3 separate regions of the Rattus norvegicus genome follow, and all the other regions are linked to region 2. The links are chromatin contacts, called in public Hi-C maps. All regions are on one chromosome and are shown on one strand. Each heading gives the region's core, a stretch centred on a gene start, on an enhancer-like site or on the middle of the called end of the contact. The rest is flanking DNA. Distances are from core to core; before and after follow the strand shown. Region 1 holds the start of Ghrh (growth hormone releasing hormone). Region 2 holds the start of Blcap (BLCAP, apoptosis inducing factor). Region 3 holds the start of Manbal (mannosidase beta like).

Region 1 (3,331 bases), core at 745-3,244, 220 kb before region 2:
AATGGTGAAAGGTAACTAAGGGAGGCTCTGCAAGATGAGCATAGGCTAGACCAGCACAGCCTAGACCAGCACAGCCTAGACGAGCTTATCAAGACAGCCAGGGCAGGGAAGTGAAGGGAAAGGATGCCCAAATGAGTCTATGGATGACTGGAGGGAGGGCCAGGATGCCTGTGGAGATCATGTTAAGAGGGGATGGGAGTTCCATTCGCACATGTTGGGGACGGAGTGTCATAAGACCTCCAGGAAACCCTGGGGACCAGGTGACTAGATCTGGTTCAGATCTTGGAAATGATGGTTGTTTCTCTAAGCTGCCTCCTCCCTCCCTCCCTCCCTCCCTCCCTCCCTCCCTCCCTCCCTCGTTCCCTCCCTTGAAGGGCACAGGAGTTGAAGTGGGGGGTAGGGTGGGGGTCGGAGAGACCTTGGGGAATTTATATCTATCTTCAAGACAGGTGAAGCAGAAGTAGAAAAGGGGGATCCAGGCCATCGAGATGGTGCAGCAGATGAAGGTGCTTACCATGCAAGCCCAGCCACTTAAGTTCCATCCCTGGGAGCCACATAGGGTGGAAAGAGAGGGGACAACCCCTCAAAGTTGTCCCCTGACCTCCACACACACTAATAATAAGGTCAAAAGAAGGAAAGACCCCAGTGAGAGAGCGAGCTACTTTCTGTCAGCCTGGAGATGGGCTCTCGAAACTAAGATTCTCTCTCTCCTTTGCTGAGTCTCCCAGAGGCAAATCCCATCTCCAGGCTCAAAACATACAGATCCAAAGACTGGGGGCGAGAGGTAAAAGAGAGGAAGCCAAAGGGTCCCTGCAAGAGAGGTGGGCAACTGCTTAGTGGAAGAATCCCTACCAAGCATCCACGAGGTCCCCAGTTCTCCCCTCAGCACTGGGAAATGAATGAAGGATTGTGAGAGGAAGCCAGCAAAGACAATTTCAGTAAGATATTGTGGTGCTTGCCATCTCCCTCACCGGACTGTTCTGAAGCAAATCCCGGACTGGTAAATATTTCAGCACGTATCTCAAAAAAGATAAGGGTTCTTTCTTCAACATAGTCAAAATCCTATTATCACCCTTTAAGAAAAAAAAAAAAAAAAAAGCCCTAACAATAATTCCTATGGAGGGCAATTTGACAAGACCTCAGAATGGAAGCTAGGCCTTAAGCTGGGGCTGTCACAAACCCATGATAAGGAATTTAAATTCTCCCAAGATAATTATAGCCAAGGCAAAGAGGAGATTGGAAAGGCCAGGGATTTTAGAAGCTTGGGGGCGGGGGGGGGTGCCCCTGGGAAGGAAATGTTATTTTAAAGGAGGAGGAGGGGAGGGGAGGTATAGAAACATTTGCAGTGCATAAAAGAAAATGGTGTCCTTGAGTTCATTTTTCTCACTCAAGGGCCTTTGGTCATAAATAAGAAATGGGAACCGGTCTGAAGTGAACCCAATCAGATAAAAATAACAAAAGAGATTGACTGGGTTCATTTCCCTCCCAGGCACTGCAGTTTCCGTGCGTTTCACTGGAAAGGGCGGTTAGCCACATTGCTGTTCATCAGAGGTCTGCAGATCCCTATTAACCGCTCAGTGAGGACATTGTCCCTCAATAGGGGCATCAGGAGAGCTAGGTTCAAAATTTAGATGTCGGGCTGGAGAGATGGCTCAGTAGTTAAGAGGTCCTGAGTTCAATTCCCAACCACCACATGGTGGCTCACAATCAACTGTAATGGGATCCGATGCCCTCTTCTGGTGTGTCTCAAGACAGCTCAGAGTATTCATATACATAAAATAAATAAATCTTTAAAAAAATTTAGATGTCTACGAACTTACACTGTGCAGTTGTGGGATCCAGGCGAGCTGGGAGCCTTGACCAGGAGAGATCTGCAACCAGGAAAGCTGACCTGGAGCACCAGTGATGTCCAGACCCTAAAATTCCCATCTTAAGGCTGGCAGGAGCAGGACGCCTCCTTCTCCGTCCTGGGCCTGCATGTTCCAGAGCACGTACATAGCCTTTTGGCCCCACCTCTGCAATCCTTGAGGTAGTCATAACCGGTGGCCAGGTTATAGGTTAAATTTCCTCTCTGGACAAAGTCACGTCCAGACAGCAAGCACCTCAAATTCCTTTTCATGCAGTAAAGCATTCCCTACACCTTGGTCTTGGACAATGACATCCGTTTGCCCTGAGTGCCCCTACTCACTCCCCAAAAATTTAAGTAGCCTTTGTGCTCCCCAGTTGAACGACCTGCTCGATAAAGCCTGCCTCCAGAGAGTCTGTTCTTGGGGGGCTCACAACAGCCTTGAGGTCTCCATCACACCCAGCCGTTCCTGCCTTGATTTCCCTCCCTTTCAGGTCACCAGTCACATCCCTGGCATCATGCCATTCAGGGAAGAGGAGCAGGTGACACCATTACTCTTTAATCTTGGGCAAGTTTGATCCTCTCTCTGAACTGATTTGTGAACCGAGGGAGGTAGACTCCAGATTTGATGCGCCAATAAACTACCTAATAGAGTGGTGTGCAGCTCCTGGGGTTCAGAGCGTGTTCCTGGGATTTGGCTCGATGTTCCGTGGCATCCGCAGAACGCTCCAATAAGCTCAATGAACGGTGTCATGGAGACGCCTGCGCTTATTATGCCAGTCCGTGCCTTGGAAACATCCAGGGCTGTATTCTACAGACCCCTGGAAGGAGAATGAAAGGCAGCCCTTGGGGAGCTCCTGGGAGGTGGCTAGGAAGGCATGCTGCTTGGAAGTTGCTTACAGCCATCTACAGATGGAGTGGGTTGCCCAAAGCTCAGGAAACAAATTGAACAAATCAGCTAAAATGACTGTCCAGTATCCCGCTTCCACACACGGTGGCAGGGAAGGGGATTCGGTGGGTGGTTGCCAGGGACTGAGGACTGCGATGAAGCTGGAGGAGCCGGGGTTGGCAGAGGATGCCGGATGTGACTGTCCTGTTTCTGGATCCTGGGAGAGGGGCCTGTGGAATTGTGTATGTCCAGAGCCTTAAGAACTGGTGTTGGAGAGGAGCCAGACAGAGTAGGCGAGAAACAAAACAGACTCTGTCCTGGGGCGGAAGAGAAGCCCTTTTCCCGAGTCCCGCTTCTGACAGGCTGTGGCATCTGGAGAGAGGAGACTCAGCTCCAGTGGTTCCTGCTTCTACTTCTAGCTCCTCCGGCAGGCCTTAGTGGGCTCCCATCACCAGGTCTCTGCTCATGCAGTCCTCATCCAGGAAGGCAGTTCTTTGTCCCTGCCAGCCTCGGCTCAGAGCTCCGCGCAGACTGCTGCCCTCCCCTGCCTGCCTGTTTCCAACAAAACACTGGATTTCAGACCCTTTAAACCAAAA
Region 2 (3,005 bases), core at 458-2,957:
CTACTTTCAGACTCGGATGGCTCCAGGAGCCAACACCCTAAAGGAAGACTCTGAGCTGGCAGTTAATCTTCCCCTGGAGATTTAAATGTACACACACACACACACACACACACACAATACTAGTTTACCAAAGTCTCTTTTTTCAGGTGACCACTGACTTCTTCCATATGCCAGAGAAACATTGTTACCACAATCTTCTCTGGAAATGATCCTGTCCCCTTCCCTCCACAGGGCTCATAGCACAGCAGGACACAGATTCCTGAACATTCCCAGGCAGAGCCAGAGCCAGAAGACAGAGAGGAAGGCAATACAGGGCTCTTGGTAGATCACACAGTGACAAGCTTGAACAGAATGCGTGTGTTTCCAAGGGAACAAGAAAAGAGGGCGGCCTAACTCTCATTCCCCCTTGGAAATAACAGGTAAGAAGTTAAACTGTTTTGGCCACAACTTTAAGATGACCATTTTCAGATTGAGAATTGATCTGGTTCCTGGAAACTGACCAAGGTTCCAGAAACCCCATCTTTAAACAGGAACTCATGCCATTAATGAATCTTGAGTTAAACAAGCAAGCTCGATCTAACACTCGTCATGGGCGCATAAAATGGAACTTTTTTTGGGTCCTGGCTTCGGTGGTGCAGTTCAGATGGCTGACAGGATGATTGGACCATGTCAGGCAGGGCAGAGAAGCTGTCCCCAATACATCAGTACCCTGAAAGGGACAAAAGAGGATCCGAACCTATAAACAGAAATAACCTATAAACTAGAACAGGCCCCAGTTTCCCAAGTGAAAAGAGACATGAGACCTAGAAGGAATTAAAGGTGGTTTGGCAGGAGGGAGGAAAAATCAGCTGTCCCCATCCCCCATTCTTCCTTTCCAGGCCAAGGCAAGTGTGACAGGCACTCCATTCCTTCTGCTGCCCTTGAGGGCCACTCCCCACACACTGGAGGGGGAACCGGTGTCCAGACTCGACGAAAAGTTGCTGAGAGTGAGAAGCACACCGGACCCGAAGCAGATGGTCACCCTAATACTCCAGACACAAAAGAGAGCGTTCGGGGCCCACTTCTACCTTCTCCCCACACTCCTTTGGTTGGGGGGGGGGGGAGAGGGAGAGGGAGAGGGAGAGGGAGAGGGAGAGGGAGAGGGGGAGGGGGAGGGGGAGAGGGAGAGGGAGAGGGAGAGGGAGAGGGAGAGGGAGAGGGAGAGGGAGAGAGAGAGAGAGAGAGAGAGAGAGAGAGAGAGAGAGAGAGAAACTGAAGAGGCGAGGAAGAGTGTCCGGCCTCCCAGAAGCTGAGCCTCTTGCCAAGGTCCGGAACAGAGGAGGTGGTGGTCGCGCCCGCCCCTCCCAGCCCCGTCCCGGGAGCGCGCTGACCTTGGAGGCCAGAGTGACAGCTAGGAACCCCGGAACCCACCCAAGGGACGGGAAAGGACTCCCCCTCCCCGCCAAGGCCCAGGTTGGGGCGAAAAGGGGAGGTCACCTGACGCCAGACAAGGGTGAGTCCGTACCCGGCCGCGCGGAAAGCCCGGGCGAGAGGCCAAGCAGCGCCTAAGGTGACCCCGGAGGGCTAACATGGCGGCGCAACCGCGCCGAGTGCCTCTCACCCTGCCCAGGCGGGCGACGCTACGATACCTGCGAGCCCCGCCATGGCACCGCCGCCACTGTCGCCGTCGCTGTCGCTGCCGCTGCCGGCCTCCACCTTAGCTCGCCACCGACGCCGCAGGAGCTGGGGAGACGCCCCCTTCGTCTTCTAGTGAAGCGGTCCAAGGACCCCGTCCAAAATTGGGCTGTCCGCCGCGGACGCCTGACAAACTGACTCAAAGCGAGGCTACTCTCAGGCACTTTTGCCTCAATATCGGCCACAAAATGTCCTTTCGGAACTTTTTATGGACTTGAATAAAATTATAGGGCACTGAGGTCCTCAAGCCCGTGGAATATTTGATCAGGCGCAGTTTGGGCAGCCCCGAACCTCTGGCCCATGGTCTCCTTCATGCATATGCAGCAGATTGTGATCCTTACTCTTTAAGAGCTCAGCGGGCGAGCGTGGTTTAGTTACGCTGATGAACCTGATTCCCCAGAATCTCTAAGACCTAGTGGTTTGTGCACTCTGGGAAAACTTCTCGTGGCTCAGATCTGGCCCTTTCAACCATGGTCTAAGCACGTGGTTCCTTCTGGGTGATGAAATGGCTTGCCCCAGGCTTGTTAAAAAGTCTAGATGAGTCAGTGTGGTCACTTACTAGTTTCTTAGCCAAGTTCCTGAGCTCATACTGTGCGCAAGCGCAGTGCTAGAGGTTAAGGAGGTAGACTTCTACTCCTGACCCCAATTTTCTCAGTCAAGAGGTGCGAGTGAGTGTTGGGGGACAGAGGAGACATTACCGCTGGGTAATCACTTTTATTTGTACCAGTACGTGATTCGTAACTAGGCATCGTGATTCGTAATTAGGCATCGTGGAAGGCACTAAGAGGCAAATTAAAGGAATGGAATCCTAGTGTTTGGAGTGGGTGAGGGTTGGGGCCTTCTTGGGCAGATTGAGTTTGTGTGTTGTGTGAGTGAAGGGATCTTGTTCCAAGGCCATTAACTTTCAGGGTTAGAAGACATGGAGGTGAGGTTCGGGATGGGAGACCAGCTAAGCAACCTGAACGTCCTTCCAGGCACTAAAGTCACGGTGACTCGGACAGGTAGTGACTAAGGGAGCTAAAAGAGATCATATCAAACTGGATGCGGGAAGCATACATTGAGGCACAGGCATTGACACCTAAGCTGAGGTCATAGGTATGAAGAAGAGGTGGTGAGCCCTTGGCCAGGGTGGAAAACAGATTTGACTGTGTGACTCTTGTTTAATTGCTTATGAGTCCTTAAGGATCAGTGTACCTGTACCTGGTCTTCTGTCACTTAACAACAGGAGAAAACAGAGGGCCGGGGAGCTCTGGTTAAATGAATAGTGGGTTGAGCACGGATTCAGAGGCAAATAGTGTTCTTGGGCAGTGCTGATTGGCATTCCAGAAAAA
Region 3 (3,159 bases), core at 253-2,752, 200 kb before region 2:
GCTCTGAAAAAAAAATGTTTTGCCTCCATGTATGTATGTGTACCATGTGTGTACTTGGTACACACAGAGACCAGAAGAAAGCTTCTGATTTCCTGAAATTGGAGTTATAATAGATTTTGTGCCAATATATGGGTGCTGGGAACCAAACTGAGGTCCTTTTGTAAGAGCAGCAAGCACTCTTAACCACTGAGCCCTCTCTTGAGACCCTAGTTACTTGCTTATTGCTGTTATGCTCTGACAAAAGAAACTTAGGAAGTTTTGGCTCATGGTTGACAATTACAGTCTGCTGTTGGGAGGAAGTCACAGCAGCAGGAGTTTGGGACAGCGTACTTGAGGATTCATCCTCAGCATTAGAAAAGAAAAAAAAAGAAAACCCAGAAATCCATCTACTCAATTGATTTAGGGGTTGGGCATGGCTTAGTAGGTAAGAGTGCTTGTTGACCAGGCCTGAAGGTCTCAAATACCCAAAATAAAAAGCCAGGCATGGCTTCACATACATCTCGAACGCCAGTGCCAAAGCAGGGTGTCTACAGGATCCCTGGGGCTTTCCCAATCTCAAGGGAATAAGGTGGAATATAATAGGACACCTGATTGACTCCTCTGGCCTCAGCATGCATAGGCACGTGCACATGTGTGCATATGCCATACCCACCAACACCCACTCACCATACACATAATTAAAGGATTTAGGGGTCAGAGCCACATCAGCTGACATGGGACTGAAGGATGAATCCTAGAGATCATTTTATCTGCCAAGCTGAGTTGTTGACTGGAAGCTTGGCAACTGCCCATGTGAACCTATGTGGGACTTCCCAGGAATGGTCCAAGAGCAAGCAAAGAGGAAGTCACAATGTTTTTCTGTCTTCATCTCGGAACTCAAGCTCTGTATTTCCCCAATATCCTATGGGTCACATTGGTCGGCATGGGAGGAGACTGTAAAAGGCTAGACTATCAGGCACCAATAACATCACTGTCCATTATAGAGGCTGGTTACCACTCACTGCCTAAACTCGGCCTCCATTCTTAACTCATTCATCTCACTTAATCAAATACCTGTTATTTGCCTTCCAAACATTTATCACATTATAGATTCTATATCTACTATGTAACTTACTCTGACTATAAACTCCACGGAAATCAGAGATGTTCACGGGTCTCTTTTTAATTTATTACGGTGATTTGGTTTTGTCTGAATTATAGCATGTGAATGTGTCCTACCCCCTTATATTGTAGGTCTCTGGCTCAGATTTAGAACTGAGTTCTAAACAGTGTGGAGACCGTCTGTAATCAGAAAGGAAAATTGCTCCAAGTTCAAGGCCAGTAGGGACTACACTGTGAGACCTTGCCTCAAATCAAACAAAAATCCATTAAAGCTTCAACCTTCAGTGTGTATTTAGGAAACAGCAGGAGGAGGACCGCGAGGAAACCGTGGCTCCGATAAAGCCCGCTGAACGGAATCTGCGGCTGTCCGGGGCACATCGCTTCCGGGTCACAAGGGATCACTTCCGTTGCGGCGGCACGGTGTTACCGGAGGTAAGTAAGTATTCAGGTGCGGGTTACGGGGCCGGAGCTTCCTGGAGGGCGGGATCGGGACGGCGCTACGGGTTACAGCGGCTTCCTGGGGCTGTGGACGAAAGTTACTTGCGATGGCAGTCTGCGTTCCGAGGAGACTGGGACCTTTGCCCGGGCCCTCGCTAGAGTTCTTCAGGGCCAAGGCCCAGCCTACCCTCCGCCAGGTGGAGCCCGGACTTGGTCTGTCGGGTGTGCCCTGTGTTGCTATGTAACCTAGGGCATCTCGCGTTTCCTCTCCCGGTCGGTCTCCTCCTCCGCAAAGAGCGCACATAGGATAAGGATAAGGAGGCTATGAATGTATAAGTTCGTAGGTGCAGTGTGTGCTTGAGAGAAAACTCTTGTCAAAGAGAGGGACGGTGAATGCAATAGCCTCTAACTTATCTGCGGTTTCAGTTACCTGTCACCTGAATACAGAAAGTGGAAGACTCCAGAAACAAACAGCACAAGGCTGGCTTTTACTTGGTGTGTTTTGAATAGCGTGTTGAGAGCTCAGTAGTAGAGCCTTAGTGTGCTTGAGTCCCACATTCAAGCCCCGCTACTGTTCTTCCCAGCCCTAGGAAAGTTAGCGTGATGACGTTTTACCTCTTCCGTCCTTGCACATACATCATCTTGCTTGGAGTAGCCTTCTATATATGCTCCCTACTCATTAGTCACTTAGAACAGCCGCCTGAGTTCAGGTAACCCTTATATCAGCACAAGAGTAGTAATGATAGTCTTTGGGGTTTGCCAAAGCAAACCCAAACACTGCTACTGTTAAGTAAAAAGGTGCTTTTTTACTAAAAGAAACAGTTTTTGTTTTTGCTTTTAATTTAAAGATCCAAAGATCCTTAAGTTAAAATTGCTAAAAAATCTTTGGTGAGAACAAAATGTTTGTTTGTTGTTTGTTTGTTTTTCCAAGATAGGGTTTCTCTGTGTAGTCCTGGCCTTCCTGGAACTCACTCTGTAGACCAGGCTGGATTCACGTCTGAGATCCACCTGCCTGTGTCTCCTCAGTGCTGGGATTAAAGGCATCAGCTACCACTGTCAGGCAAAACAAATCTTATATCTGTGAAATTATGAAGAAGAAACACTTGTGTTGACTATGGTATTGCACCTCTGTAATTTTAGCATTTGCGACTTGAGGCAGAAGAATAGTGAATTTGAAGCCAGCCTGGGCCCAATTGTCAGACCTTGTGTAAAAGCAAATTAGGGTTGGAGCAATGGCTCAGTAGTTAGGGTACTTGCTGCTCTTCCATAGGGCCCAGTTTCCGTTTCCGCTGTTCACATCAGGCAGTTCACGATCACGTCTGGTTCCAGAACCAGGATGGCCAGTGCTTCTGGGACTCTAGGTCATGAGCACATACATGCAGTCACAGCAGCTACTCATAATTAAATATACATCTTTAAAAAAATTAAAAACTGGCCAGGTGGTGGTGGTGCACACCTTTAATCTCAGCACTTGGGAGGAAGAGGCAGGAGGATCTCTGTGAGTTGGAGGCCAGTGTGGTCTACAGAACAAGTTCCACTAGAAGCAGATCCACTAGTCTGCAGATCGAGTTCTAAGACAGCCAAGGCTACACAGAGAACCCTGTCTCAAAAACCAAAACA

Evidence for each region. A called contact is a pair of places that touch in the nucleus more often than the background predicts.
Region 1: a Hi-C map of liver shows a contact between it and region 2, with 11 times the contacts expected there. The contact joins the promoter of Ghrh here to the promoter of Blcap in region 2. A contact is called at or near these places in 12 of 12 Hi-C or Micro-C datasets (the A7r5 cell line, the Rat2 cell line, Schwann cells and 7 more) and 1 of 1 datasets of contacts at active chromatin or transcription factors (oligodendrocytes).
Region 3: a contact with region 2 is called in a Hi-C map of mammary epithelial cells, with 2.2 times the contacts expected there. The contact joins the promoter of Manbal here to the promoter of Blcap in region 2. A contact is called at or near these places in 1 of 12 Hi-C or Micro-C datasets (mammary epithelial cells) and 1 of 1 datasets of contacts at active chromatin or transcription factors (oligodendrocytes).

What each region holds. Positions count from the first base shown.
Region 1 is chr3:166,429,886-166,433,216 of GRCr8, forward strand. It overlaps Ghrh (growth hormone releasing hormone), which reads right to left and starts at 1,995. Exons shown (of 5, transcript NM_031577.1): 1 at 1,821-1,995.
Region 2 is chr3:166,651,122-166,654,126 of GRCr8, forward strand. It overlaps Blcap (BLCAP, apoptosis inducing factor), which reads right to left and starts at 1,708. Exons shown (of 2, transcript NM_133582.3): 1 at 1,629-1,708.
Region 3 is chr3:166,453,565-166,456,723 of GRCr8, forward strand. Manbal (mannosidase beta like) reads left to right here and starts at 1,503. Exons shown (of 3, transcript NM_001173380.1): 1 at 1,503-1,533.